2 separate regions of the Zea mays genome follow, and region 2 is linked to region 1. The links are chromatin contacts, called in public Hi-C maps. All regions are on one chromosome and are shown on one strand. The core of a region is the stretch at or near the end of the contact, and the rest is flanking DNA. Distances in the headings are between cores, read along the strand shown. Region 1 holds the start of LOC103634807. Region 2 holds the start of LOC103634810 (L-Ala-D/L-amino acid epimerase).

The links. Hi-C and Micro-C count contacts between places; a contact is called where the count stands out from the background.
Region 2: a Hi-C map of ear shows a contact between it and region 1, with 2.0 times the contacts expected there. The contact joins the promoter of LOC103634810 here to the promoter of LOC103634807 in region 1. A contact is called at or near these places in 2 of 25 Hi-C or Micro-C datasets (ear and tassel).

Annotation. Positions count from the first base shown.
Region 1 is chr8:13,591,653-13,594,195 of Zm-B73-REFERENCE-NAM-5.0, reverse strand. It overlaps LOC103634807, which reads right to left and starts at 1,278. Exons shown (of 4, transcript XM_008657397.3): 1 at 831-1,278; 2 at 345-697. The coding sequence starts at 518.
Region 2 is chr8:13,738,406-13,740,948 of Zm-B73-REFERENCE-NAM-5.0, reverse strand. LOC103634810 (L-Ala-D/L-amino acid epimerase) reads left to right here and starts at 1,261. Exons shown (of 7, transcript XM_008657399.4): 1 at 1,261-2,237. The coding sequence starts at 1,551.

The DNA.
Region 1 (2,543 bases), core at 29-2,528:
TAAAGAATCCTCACATGGCATGGTGGCGCCATCATCATCAAGCTCATTAGAAATCCTAGTTCCAACCCCTGCATAACAAGCTTGGTCCTTTTCTCTCATCTCCCTCTCATCCTCTTCTACCAAACCAAGTTGAGCATATATAGAATCTTCACAGGCAATTAATTGCATCCCTTCCTCCTTCCACCTGTCCTCAAATTGTAAAGCACCCCAAACAATTTCTTTTGATGGTTCACTAGTTAGTTGCTTATCTTGCGAATCCTGCAACGATATTTTTTTCTTTCTTAAACAAAGAATTACCAACACAGAATTTCTAATGCTGTTGTATTAGTCAAAGGAATTATAACCTTTGATCCTCCAGGTTCTTCGCTGTGGCAGACAACCGGACAAGCCGAGCCGTGGCACACCGGCGTAGCAGCAGTGTCCTCCATCCCGACCATGCCGGAGAACTCGGCGGCGGCGATGTCGTTCTCCATCCCGACCACGCCGAAGATCTCGGCGGCGGTGATGTCGTTCTCCATCCCGGCACCGCGGGCAGGAGATATCTGCGGCGGCGGTGGGAGGGAGTGGTGTGGCCGAGGTGCTCGAAGCTCTGTACGGCGGCGGCGGCGGCGGGGGAGATGGAGGGGCGGTACAACACGCCGACGGCGGCGTGGGGGAGAGGAGCACGTAAGCTCTCTGCGGCGAGGCACGCCGTTTGCTGTGAAGAACAGCAAGGCTGTTAAAGGGACGCGCGAAACCAAACTCCATACCTTTGGATGTTGTTCCAGCGAACCAGTGTTGCGGTTGTGATAATCGCAAATATATCTCGAAATAAAATTGCATTTGCGAACCTGGCTGAACAGGAGACAACCAGCCGTCCCGCCAGAACGAGGCGGCAGCTCGTGCGACGCCACCGCCGCGGCGGGTTATCGCCGCCTCGCGCGCTGTCAGACTAGCGCGCAGGCAGGTTGCCGCCGGTCTCTCCTGGCCTCCTAGGATGTGGTCGAATGGAATCGCCCTCCTCTCGACCTAGGCCGTCTGCGGACTGCGGTTGCGGCCTTGCGGGGCGGGGAGCCGTAGGACTCGGCGCTGCGGCGGCGTTAACGCCGAAATGACCACGGGGCGCGGGCCGGAGGGACGCCGTGCCCCATATCTACAGTTCCACGGGCTACTTTGGTAGATAAACACCACCGGGCCAGGTTGTCGCGCAAAATCTAGAAAAAGCCCAATGTAAACTTTTGGGCCTTTTTTCCAGGCGCATCCATGAATGCCACCTCCAACCAAACCCACCTACGACAGAATTCCGTGGGAGAAATTCCGTCGGGCGCTCCCACACGCACGCGAAAGAGGGAACAACTGCCGAGATTTCGTCCGCAGATTCCGCTCCAAATCACCCGGGTCTAGGCCGCCAACGCGGCAACGCCGCCGCTGCCACCTCGAGGGCGCGGAACCTGGCCGCAGCACCAGCCACCATCCGGCAAGGCAGAGCTCGGTGGTGCGAGTGCGCCGCGGGATGCCTGGCCGCCGCCGCCCCGACCACTCTGGCGAGAACGACGCCGGAGCGAGCGCAGGCAAGACCCGCGCTGGGCCGGCCGCCGCCGCCTCGGGCGCGCACGCTGCTACATCACCCAGTGCACAAGTCTGGGACTTGGACCTCTTGCGCCATTCGCCGCCCCAGCCCCCTCCACTGCCTCTCTCCCGCTGACGACAACGCTCCTGCAACGCAACGCACCGCCCCTGCCCTCGCCGACGCTGACGTCCTGCTGCGCCGCCCGGTCCAGCTCTATGCGACGGACTGCGGCGCTGGCAGGCCCACGGCCGCCAGGAGGAGGTGGTCGTCTCCAGCAGTCTCGGCAGGAGGAGGCTCCTCCTCAACGCCAGAATTGAAGCACAGTCGTGGCGTGGCAGCAGTCGCGGGATGTTCTGCTGGGAGTGCACGAGGAGATCCAGAGCATGATGCCTGCGAAAGCAGGCTTCCCTTGCGGCTCAGAATCCCGCATCAGAACCTTACTATAGTTGTAAAATTTTACTGATATCTAAAGATGACTTTTGCGTTTTAGTTATACATTCTTGGCTCCAGGAAATATGGTTCTGTAGTTGGTCAACGTTAGCATCGCAGCCTTTGTGTGCATTATTTACTGGACTTGGTCGGGTCGGGTGGACCAAGTTTTTGTGTGTGTGTGGAATACAATACAATACATCACACGAGCATCCTCAATTACCTCTGCTGAAAATATTTGCTTCTTTTAGCTTGAACTACTCATTTAAATTTCTGCCAACTGATCTTTAAACAGGTGTTCAGAATACACCAGATTCACAGACCTAAGTTGATGAACGCCAACTGATCTGTAAACAAGTGATGAGAACACTAGTATAGAGAAGCTCTATAGTAGCGGTTTTAGAGCTATTTGTACTGACGTTTTTAATGTCGTCAGTGCTAAGGTCTAGTGGAAATCGACATTTTTCACTTGCAGTTTGTTGAGCGCCATATTGAGCGGCCGGACGGTCCGGCCCTGAGGCCGGACGGTCCGCGGTCCGGACAGTCCGCGCCTGTGGGCCGGACG
Region 2 (2,543 bases), core at 12-2,511, 150 kb before region 1:
CACCCTTTACTGACACATCAACACTAATATCACCATCTGCTGTTAAGGGACTAGAACCAGACTCAACCCTTTACTAGCATCTACTGGTAGTGGTAAGGAAAAGGAACTAGAACCAGATACAGGCTCAGTGCCACCACCATCTCCTGGTACTCGTAAGGAGGGACTATAAACAGGTCGAGGCCCAGGGACTTCCATGGTAGGGGAGAATTCACTAGAAATAGGATTGCTGGAATCATCTATCCTACTACTACAAAAAGCTTTTCTACCAGCTACCCTCTTCCTCCCCATTGTAGAGCAAATGAATATAGATCTAGCAAGTGAGTAGCAAGCAAACTGGGGTACTCTGGGAAAAGGCATGATTCAACTAGGTGAGAAACTGCTGTATAAATAAAGCAAGTGAGCTCGAGCCCATTAGTCAGCATGATTCAACTAGGTGAGAATTTAAGGAGAAAGCACTTACTGCTGCCTCTTGGGGAAAGGCACGAATGTGAAAAGGCCCGAATGCAAACCGGCCGAACAGGCACGAATGGGAAAAGTCACTTACTGCTGCCTCTTAGCGAAGTTCGTTGAGCGCTTGAGCCTTGAGCTGGCGTCGGCGACGGCGCTTCGATTCATAGGAAACATACTTGTGAATCGGGATTAGGGTTTTGAGATAGAACGAACCATTGGATAGAACGAAGCACATTAGGGATCCGGCAATGAAACGCCGCATCAGATGCGACCGGTGGTCGCCAAAGGCGAGCATGGAAGAGACGGTGACAGGGCAGCGACGGCAGCGCCCTGGAGACTGGAACCGGAGGCGTTAGGGTTTAGGAGAGGGACGAGGGAGCCGACAGAAACGAGGCGTCGCAGTCGCGGTAAAATACGCGTCGCGTGCGACGGTGCGTGCGGTGCGACGGTGCGTCCGTGCCCATTTTTGTGCCGGGCTGACACGGGCACGACCCAATTGCCCGTGCGTGTCATTTGGGCCATCGGACCGAAACGATAAGTACAGTCCAACATGCTAAGCGTGTCGTGCTGGCCCGTCTTCTTCTCTCCCGTGCTGAGCTGGCCTTCGTGCTTTCAAATTCGTGCCGGGTCCTTGCTGACCCGATGGGTATGGCCCTAACTAATAGGACTATTATGCACAATGCAGAACAGCGAAGGTCTTGTCTGTTGCTACTTGCTGATGTGTCCTCCACTCCTCCCGCTCCACGACGAACCACAACAAGCAACAAGCAACAAACCAACACGGCCAAAGGGCTGGATGACCTGCCTGCGTCGAGGTGCCACTGTCACCTGATCGGTGCCAACGTATCAGCGTCGTGGAATCTGAAATCTCTGCACCACGGCGACGTCCAGCCGGACCAGCCCCACATGTTGGTCTCCGGCCTCCGCGCTGCGCCGGTGTCGTCGCCCTCCTCGTCCTCGACGGCATCGCCCAGGCGCGCAGCATCGCACAGGAGAGGAGAGCCGTGCGCCCACGTGGGTGCTTCTCGCCAACTGTCCCTTGCCCGCTTGGTGTGGTGCTTTGTCTCGTCCCACTGCTGTACGTACTATTATGTGTCTATATGCGATGTGATGTGCCACACTATAAAAAACCAGCGCTCCACTCGGGGTCTCTCCTCTCTCTCTCTCTCTCTCCCCGTTGCGTTCTCGCTCGCTCGTCTTCTTTCGCCGCTTCCCCGCGAATCCCGCCGCCCGGCTTCCGGTCTCCGCTTCCCCCGTACGCAGTGGGCACCATGGACCCTTCGGTCTCCTCGTCGCCTCTCCGGCTCTCCGCCGGAACCCGCGCGAGCCCCGCCCCTACCCCGAGGCCGCCCAGCCTCGTCGTCGCGGCCGGCCGCCACCAGCCCGCGGCCGCCACCGCCACCACCCGCCTCCGCGCCGTCTCGCCGTCCCCGCCCCCGCCCTCCCCCGTGGGCTCGTTCGGCTTCGACGCGCTCAAGGAGACCTTCTCCGTGGACGTGGCGGCGGCCGGCGCGCGCCCGCTCCGCGTCCCGCTCGCCGCGCCCTTCACCATCGCGTCCTCGCGCCTCGCCGCGCTCTCCAACGTCGCCGTGCGCGTCGAGCTCCGCAGCGGCGCCGTCGGCTGGGGCGAGGCGCCCGTGCTGCCCTCCGTCACCGCCGAGGACCAGCCGGCGGCGCTCGGCGCCGCGGCCCGGGCGTGCGCCGCGCTCGCCGCCGCCCCCGCGGCGCCCCTCGGCGCCCTGCTGCAGGACGTTGCCGGTGTGCTCCCGGGACACGCCTTCGCCTCGGTGAGGGATCCGCAGCTTCTCTACGTCCTGCTTCGGCAAGTAAAATTTGCCTTGCGATACCGCGGTGGATTGGCTGCTGTTTGATCATTCATCCTAGGGAGGATAGGATAGGAACGTGATTCCTCATACGGATTCCTTTAGGGCTCCTTTAACATATACTAGCACATATGGAGGCGTTCCAGTTTTTTTCCCTTGGAAATTGATGAGATGCAGACATAAGGAACTGACATAGTTTCTCATTGATTCTCATTTTTCTTGATGGCCATTCAATTGCTTGATTTTTGTTTAGACTTATTAATGATTAGT